Linked DNA regions of Sus scrofa: region 1 is linked to region 2. The links are chromatin contacts, called in public Hi-C maps. All regions are on one chromosome and are shown on one strand. Each heading gives the region's core, a stretch centred on a gene start, on an enhancer-like site or on the middle of the called end of the contact. The rest is flanking DNA. Distances are from core to core; before and after follow the strand shown.

Region 1 (4,709 bases), core at 1,973-4,472, 74 kb after region 2:
TCCAGTTCATTTTTATGAACACAGTGGACGTTTAACCACTGCTTGTTAACTGGGTGAATAAGGGAAAGGAAGCCTCTTAGTTCTTTAATCGGAAGGTAACTTTTGCAGCTTAGGCCTGCACTTTGGCAATGAAAGGTGAGTAGGTGAAATGGAACAGAGTGCTCAGCTGTGCAGCTCCAAGCTTCGTGAGGCTGGAGGGGTTCTGCTCAGTATTTTTCTAGAGACAGGCTTGGCCATGGACTAATTTCATCCCCTTCTTTCTCCAGAATTTCATATTGCAGTGGTTTCTGTTTTTCGTCACAGATGCGGTGACCCTATGACCTGAAGTCAAACATTCTGTCTTTCTCCCATAATACAGGCAACTATACTCTGAGACCACAGATCCTGATTTGAGGTTGAAGTGTTGTGGGCACCCTGCCCATAACTCTTGGCCCTTTGCCCTTTCACTTAATAGGAAAGGGGTGAGGAGAGAAGATCACTAGTCCTGTGGGGTGTAGGGAAGGTCATTCATTTGGCAGACTGTGCTGGAGCAGGCCCTGACCAGGTTCTGGGCACGTGGGGTGTGTGCACTGGTCAGTCCTGGGTGCAAGGAGCTTACAGTCCAGTGTGGGAGCCTCAGATCACCTCATATGAAGCCGTAACATTGGGAAGTGCCACAGAGAGGGCCCAGGATACTCGGGGAGTCTGTAAGGGGAGGTTTGGCCAAGCAGGAGCAGGGCCTTCCTTTTGCAAGTCTGTGTTGACTGAGGAGATGGTTGAAGGGGTGGCTGGCTGGTAAAAGGAGAAGGGCCTGGAATGCTGGTTAGAGAGGGAGGGGCTTGGTGTGCAGTGAGACAGAGGAGGGCTTTGGACCCCATGTAGGGCCTTGAAGGCAGATCTAAGACTTTGGGTCTTTATCCTAAGTGCAAAGGGAAACCACTTTTTGGTAGGAATTTGAGTTGATCATGTTTGTGTTTGGGAAATAAACCTCACTAGCTACCAGGAGAGCAGCCTGGAGCTGGGTCAGCTTTTTTCAAAGAAAGGACCCCTCTGGTGTCTGCCAGCCACTCCTGTGCCCTCTCCCCATGGAGCTCCACCAGAGCAGGGAGAGTCCTGGCTTCTTTCACTGACCTATCCCAAATGACAAAAACCGCCTGTACATAGCAGGTGCCCCCGGATTCCCAAAGGGCTCCAGATTCCCAAGTGCTTCAGGGCAAGGCATATGTCATCTTGACTCATTTGACCAAGTTGTTCTGGAGCCTAGCCTGGGCCCAAGCCGAGGATTCAAAGGATCCCATTGTCTCAAAGGGGAGAAAGAGGAATTGGCTAAGGTGGGATAATCAGGGCCAGCTGTCTACAGTACAGAATGATGAGTTTATAAAAGACTGATCTTCGGAAGGTTCCTTGATCAAAGTCAGCAAAGTCTCATTATGTACCTATGTTTTATAGGCTGTATGACCTTGAACAAATCACTTTAACCTCTGAGTCTCACTTTCTTTATCTGAAAACTGGGGACAATACGAACTGCCTTGTGGGGTGGTTGTGAGAATTCAGTAAGATAATTAAATGAAGAGACTGGGAGTTCCCTTGTGGTGCAGCAGGTTAAGGATCCAGCATTGTCACTGTAGCAGCTCAGGTTGCTGCTGAGGTGCATGTTCGGTCCCTGGCTGTGGAGCTTCCACATGCCTCAGGTGTGGCCAAAAAACAAAAAACAAAAAGAAAAGAAAGAGAGAGAAGAAATGGAGACACTTAAATGTGAACTCACCCTCTGTAATAAAGAAGCTGGCTCCATTAAAAAAAAATTTTTTTTTGGCTTTTTAGCTCCACACCATGGCATGTAGAAGATCCTAGGCTAGGAGTGGAATCCGAGCTGTAGCCTCCAGCCTCCACCACAGCCACAGCCACTCGGGATCTAAGCCACTGAGATTGCAATCTACACTACAGCTCACAGCAACACCAGATCCTTAGGCCAGGGATTGGTCCCACACCCTCAAGGATAATAGTCGGGTTCTTAACCCACTGAGCCACAACGGGAACTCCTAAATTTTTTTTTTTTAAATTGAAGAGACTGGTATTGAGAAGACCACCCAGCTATGCCACTGCTCTGCTGCTCCTTTTTCTTTTTCCTTCCCCTTCCTGTTCTTCCTCCTCTCTTGTTTCTATTAGTTGTTATCACTATTATTAGCTATCCAGCCTCCCCAGTGTCTCTCTGGAAAACCATTAACCATGGTTCATTAATCAATGCCTGCTTCTACCCCCCTGTAATTACATAGAGTTGCCCACCTGAGAAGCAGCCCAACTGCAACTTCGCATGTCCTTGTGCCTTTTAGTTTGGGCTTTGTTTGAAACCATGCTTGCTTTCTCTGTCCTCAATGGCTTAATATGGGTAGTATGTCTGTCCTAGTGGGATGTCATACCACTTCAAAAGGAATTTTGCACAACCCCTTACAACCTATATTTTATTATAATTTTTAAGTATCTAAGTTATTTCTCTTTATTGATGAATCTTCCTATCTTCCCATATATATATTTTTTTTCTTTTTTTTAAGGGCTGCACCTATGGCATATGGAAGTTCCCATGTTAGGGGGTTGAATTAGAGCTGCCGCTACAGGCCTACACCACAGGCAAAGCAACTCGGAATCTGAGCTGTGTCTGCGACCTATACCATGGCTTTTGGCAATGCTGGATCCTTAACCCACTGAGTGAGACCAGGTATCGAAACCACATCCTTATGGATACTAGTTGGGTTCTTAACTTGCTGAGCCACAACAGGAACCTATATTTTAAGTCAAATCTTCTGAAATAAGCCCTCCAGTCTGGGTGGAAAAATCTCCCCAGACATTTTTATGTGAAGTGGAAACAGAAAATCTCATTTTTATAGAAAAGACCAGTCTAAGACCTTAGAATCTAGTGGAGAAGGTCAGGGTCAGCCTAGGATGCGTGTAACTGGAACAGCCTGGAGGCACAGGAGTCCAGGCTGCAGGCTTCCCGGAAGGTCATGATAAACCCTTTCTGGCTCCTGTGCAAGCAGGCTGAGAGCACACCTTTAGGAGCAGGAGAGGACTGACCCCAGCCTCTCTCCCACATCCTTGTGAGGTGGTCTGAGTAAGTAACAGGATCCACTGCTGTCAAAATGCACCCTCACCTCACACTGTGGCCCAGAAGGAACTGGGGAGAGAGTCATAAACAACCACACTGCTACATGCCACTGTGCTTATCTCTGCAAATATTGACTCCGGAGGATCAAACCAGTGGCCAAAAAAACAATAATATTTTCGCCAAGAGAGAAGGCCCTGTTCCAGATGGCCAGGACCAAGGAAGGGGGACAGGCAGTGGCAGATGGCACACCTACGAGGTGAAGGTCCTCTCGGGCAGGTGGAGCCTTCGAAATCATTATGTCCAGGAGGGAAGAAGGGAGGGGGCTTCAACTGCCGACAGGTGGCCTTGAAGGATCCCTGGCACCTCGTGTCCTGGATCCGGTTTTCACTCAGGGGATTGCTCCAGAAGGCAAGACCACCACAGTAGAGACCCTGCTCAGGTTTAGCAGACATTACATTAACCCCCTCTTTGGACTGGACCTCCAGCCAGAGGCCATCATGAGTGAATCCACCAGAAGCCCCATGAGCTAGGCGTTCCCACCCCACTTTGCAGATGAGGAAACCGAGGCTCCAACCAATTTGGTGACTTGCAAAAGTCATCCCCTCACCCTCCTGAACAGCCTCTAAAGTCTGTGGGCCTGTTTTGATTGTTTCAAGTTATGAAATCCCTGGTGTTAGAACTCAAATGCTCCTGAGGGTGCAGAGACCAGGATTCTGAACCAAGAACAGGAACTGAGGTCACCTGCTTGAGCCTTCAGGTTGTTTACTATTTTGTAAAGATGTGGATGGAAATAAATATTGACTCTTCTTTCTGGATCATGGGCAGGAGGCACAACTTTGAAAGGACTGGCCAAATGCCCAGTGCTGCAACCTTGCAGTGTGTGTGTGTGTGTGTGTGTGTGTGTGTGTGTGTGTGTGTGTGTGTGGTGGTGGTGGTGGTGGTGGTGGTGGTGGTGAGGATTTGATGGGACTAAGCCTTGCCTCCTGTCCAAACCCCAGACAATGATTCCTTAGAGTCTCATGGCCACTGATGATCATTTGAATATAGCAGAATCCCTGAGACTCTTCCTATGGAGGGGAAGGACTGGGTCAGAGACAGAGGCCTCTAGCTGGGGGCAAGCACGGGGATGAAAATCCTATCATTAATGAAGATAACAAGGATAGGGAGAAAGAGGCAGAGACTAGAGAGAAAGAGACCAGCTGTTTGTGGTCTGTGTGTACGGGTTGGAGAAATAATTTTCCAGACATAGTGGGGTGAAGAGAAAGAAGAGTTTATTGAGATAAGAGATGCTGTTAACACAGCGGTCAGACTTCCTGATGATCAGGGAGAGATGACTCTGGGCACGTGGTGATGTCTGTTTTTATAGCCCAGGGAGAGGTGAGGGCTTATGATACACCTGCTGACCTGCTGACTGGTTGGAGAAAGAGGGAACTTAGGATACATTTGCTGGTTGGTTGGGGGCATATAAGCCCTCATAAGGATGGAGTGAGGAGTGGGCCACATACCTTTCTTAGTAGGGGGTAGGAAGTTTAGGACAGGTTGCTCAAGGTGGGGGAGGGGGCATTACAATGAGACTGGGGCGGTGGGGCGGGGGGCGGGGGCAATGATAAGGGTCTGGTAATTCCTGTCT
Region 2 (4,253 bases), core at 1,402-3,901:
TGCCTGCTGAACTCCCCCGACAATCTCCAAACCCCGCTCTTGTTAGCCCTGGCGAGGCTAGTTAGCTCCGCTTCTCACCAGAGACATTTGACCGAATGATCCTCCCCACTAAAGTCCCAGGATGTACACACACACACACACACACACACACACACACACACACACACACACCCTCCCTGGTGTGGCCCAAGGCTCCCCTTCCAGTGTTAAAGTCTTCATTGGGGACCTCCTGCCTACCTTTTTGAGTTTCTCTAACATTTTCATGGGAAAAAGCACCTTCCTCTGTTCTTTCAGCTCCACATCCGTCTTCCTTCAGAGCCCGGCTTGCAGGGCCCCTCCTCCAGGACGTCCTCCTTATTTTTTTTTTTGGCTAGCCTTCTCTTTGTCTTAGTGGCTTGCACCTATTTTAAAGATTACTCTCAGCACAGAAATCCAGCTTTCCTAAAGTTGCAGATGCCTCTCCTCAATTCCTCCATCTCCACATCCCACCATCCTGTAACCCGGAAACCTCATTCCTTTTGTACTTCTGGTCAGTTCAGTATTGGCTGTAGAGGCCAGGGCCGCTTGGGTCTCCAGACACCTGCATCACGGGCTGAGTGAACTTCTGAAACCCTCTTTCTCACCCCACTCTCTGACTAGACCAATTCTAGTTTAACCAAAATTCAAGACTATATTTTTGCTTCTTCCATTTAATGATTAACTTACTTCAAAGAATTCAAAAGCCCAAATACAGTGACGACTGACCTAGTTTCTAACTGATCCTAATGATGTTTCTCATGAGGGTCCATCCTCTGGGCTCTGGTCTATTGATGGTGAGAACGTGAATTCCTTTGGCACACCTGTTTTGCTTCTCAAGCAGATGGAAATATCGGTCTGTCCCCTTGGCTTCGCCTCTCATGGAAGTCTAGTATATAAAGGTATGTAAAAGAAGAATTATGATGGCTTGGCTTTAGAGCTTGTGTTTTAATTTCTTTAAACCTCAGTTTTCATCCCATTGATTTCAAGCCCTGGTCTTGTCAGGCAAGACACCCATCAATGGTACTTTTTTTTTTTTTTTTTTGGTCTTTTTAGGGCCACACCTGCGGCATACGGAAGTTCCCATGTTAGGGGTCAAATTGGAGCTGCGGCTGTTGGCCTGTGCCACAGCCATAGCAAAGTGGGATCTGAGCCACTGATGTGATCTACACCATAGTTCATGGCAATGCTGGATCCTTAACCCACTGAGCAAGGCCAGGGATCGAACCTGCATCCTCATGGATACTAATTGGATTCATTATTGCTGAGCCACCATGGTTACTCCTATCAATGGCACTCTTGCAACACAACTTCAAACCACCTGAGGCTTGTCACCCTTAGTGCTCAACTGAGGATGCTAAGATGTCTTCAGATTCCCAACAGACAAGGACAAGGCAAGGGGTTCTGGTGGGCAGCCCCCTGCCTGGCACCACACTGTCCAAGCAGACTTGATCCACGGAGTCTCTCTAAGGCACTCCTCAGCCACCGCTCCCTGTGTTGGTCTGCTTGGCCTGCCATAATGATACTACAGCCTTATTTTCTCATGAGTCTGAAGGCTGGACGTTCAAGACCAAAGTGTGGACTTTGTGTTTTTTTTCTGGGGCCTCTCTCTTGAGCTTGCAGATGGCCATCTTCTCCCTGTGCTTTCAGATGTTTTTCCCTTTGTGTGTCTGTGTCCAACTCTCCTCTTCTCATCAGGCACCAGTCATGTTGGATTAGTGCCCACCTTCTTGGTCTCATTTTAACTTAATGACTTCTTTAAAGAGCCCATCCCCAAATGAAGCCAGATTCTGAGGGACTAGAGGTTAGGACTTGAGCATATGAACCGGGAGGTGGGGAGGACACAAGTCAGCCTCTAACACTTTTTACTTTTTAATTGCACACTGCCTGGTTTTAGGGCATCCGGAACCTTCATTTAGGCTTATGAAGAGATATTCCCTCCTGTATAAAATGGGATTAGCTGGCGTTCCCGCTGTGGCTCAGTGGTAACGAACCTGACTAATATCTATGAGGATGCAGTTTCAATCTCCAGCCTCACTCAGGGGATTGAGAAACTGGCATTACCACAAGCCATAGGTCACCACTTGGATCCCGTGCTGCTGTGGCTGTGATGTAGGCCAGCAGCTGCAACTCCAGTTCGACTCCTAGCCTGGGAACCTCCGTATGTTTCCGTTGAAGCCCTAAAAAGCAAAAACTAAAATAAAATATAAAGTAAAATGGGCTTAGTATGGATACTGATCTCTTGAATTTGTTGCGAAAATTAAGTGCCCATAAGAACTAACTTAGCCTGCCTTACAGTAGATTCTTAGTAAAAGCTAGAACCGTTTAAATGAATAAAGATGACTATGATGAAGCTCCCAGCACACCGTTACTAGCAGGTGTCTGCAGAGCTCCTGAGGATCCTTTCACTTGCTGTATTTTCATTCTGTTCGCTTCTTCCTCCCTGTGGCTGCCTAGGCTCCTGGCAGAGCCACTCTCCACCCTGTTGTGCGGGCTTGGAAGCGCTCTGGCAGGAGGAGGCCCAGGCCTGCCCCACCTCTCCCATCTCCTTCTGGGGCTCCCCTAATCACAACTCATGCAGGCATCGGTTTTTGACCTTGGCACCTTCCCCGTGACGTGCCAGGTGCCTGGAAGACTGGCAGTGCTCCCAGTCGCCAAGCTGACTCGCTTCCATCACACATGTGACCTGGGAAATCCCATTTCCCCTCCAGCAAAGAATCGGTCTCTCTGGGTCATCACAGGAAAGGGGCTGCTCTGCGGCTGCACAGCCTCACCAGCCTCTCTACGCACAGGTACGATGCTTGGCTCACACTCAAAGGACCTTCTGATGAAGGCTTTCTGCTCAAGCCTTTCTGTCTGCATGCATCCAAGAGTCCGTCTCTGTCAATAGGTTTTATTTTATTTTATTTTATTTTATTTTTAGGGCCACATCCACGGCATATGGAAGTTCTCAGGCTAGGGCTAGAATCGGAGCTACAACTGCCAGCCTATACCACAGCCACAGCAACGCCGGATCCTTACCCACTGAGCGAGGCCAGGGATTGAACCCATCCTCGTGGATACTAGTCAGGTTCATCACTGCTGAGCCGCAATGGGATCTCCACTGTCATCATTTTTAAAAAGTCTTAATTTTGTTCTCTGTCCCAAGTATCACATGCGCATAAACATGCCAGCAGGAGATTCAGGGTCTTTACAGTTTACGAAGTGGTTACGTGGGACACTTTCTCCCTCTCCTCCACCCTGCTTCAGGCTTCTGTGCGTTGGCATCTGCTCTTTCCACTCTGCCTGGAAGCACGTCTGTTCCCTTGTCCCCTGGTGAAGCCTGGTGTGCCTAGGCTCCTAAGTCAGGCCTGGACCTAGTGCCCTGAGAGCTGCCTTACTGACCACCCACCCTGGCTGACACCCCCTTCCTAGGTGGCTCCATCGTGCCTTTGTTGGCATCTTGCCTGTCCTTACATTCTGTACTTCAATCACCTGTCTGTATGGCTTCTCAGGATGAACTGGTTGCCCCTCGAGGGCAGGCACCAGTTAACTTGACTTTGCATCCCTGGTGCCCAGCCCAGGGCCTGGCTGCCGATGAATGAAGCCAGTGAGGAGGGCTCTGGGCCCTGGCCCTGCTGGGCAGTGCCTTTCATGGCATTTTCCGTTTGGCCTCACCTCTTCCTTTGTCTTGTTTTTAGCCTAATTCCTTTCAAGGCTCTGGCATGGACCTCTGAGCTCATTTTCATGATTGCTTTAAATATTTGGGGCTGTTGGCATGCCAACACGGGGACCCACGCTAAGGAGGGAGAGGAATTCTCTAGCTCTCTGGGTTCTGCCCAAATGCAAGGAATGTGCCAGAGGCAGGGGAGGTTCTCAGAAAGTGCCAGATTGGGTCGAACTAAACTGCTTTCCTACCTGGCTTAGGGAGCCAGGAATTTTGGCAGGAGACAAAGCGAGGGGATGCAGAGGAATTGGGGGAGGGGGGGATGGTTTTCCCTCCAGGCAACCCAGGAGTCCTCGGTGGACGCGAAAAGGGAGCAGCAGAACCCAACCAGAGATGCAGTGTCCATGCCCAAAAATGGTGAGGAGCCCCCTGGAGCAAATTCCTGGATGTGGACAGTGAGTACAGAACAGTCACCAGTCCAACTCGGAAAATCAGATGGACAGGAGAAGACTCTGGAAGTCTCCTCATGGAAGAGATTGCAAGCCACAAAAATGAGTATCTGGCATAAGGAGGGACCCCAGAGGTGGTTCCA

What was found. A called contact is a pair of places that touch in the nucleus more often than the background predicts.
Region 1: a Hi-C map of liver shows a contact between it and region 2, with 16 times the contacts expected there. The contact joins two enhancer-like sites. A contact is called at or near these places in 1 of 5 promoter capture datasets (liver) and 4 of 47 Hi-C or Micro-C datasets (fibroblasts and liver).

The regions. Positions count from the first base shown.
Region 1 is chr15:118,805,564-118,810,272 of Sscrofa11.1, forward strand. No RefSeq gene overlaps it. Among named protein-coding and RNA genes, the nearest start is that of IGFBP2, 14 kb to the right of the region's middle. Within about 2 kb of position 3,223, at least 4 of the 83 cell types and tissues checked have an H3K27ac peak or open chromatin away from gene starts, as enhancers often do. A contact at or near this core is called in liver, where this site is marked.
Region 2 is chr15:118,731,805-118,736,057 of Sscrofa11.1, forward strand. LOC110257175 (a long non-coding RNA gene) reads left to right here. Exons shown (of 5, transcript XR_002339436.1): 1 at 1-917. Among named protein-coding and RNA genes, the nearest start is that of RPL37A, 32 kb to the left of the region's middle. Within about 2 kb of position 2,652, at least 6 of the 83 cell types and tissues checked have an H3K27ac peak or open chromatin away from gene starts, as enhancers often do. A contact at or near this core is called in liver, where this site is marked.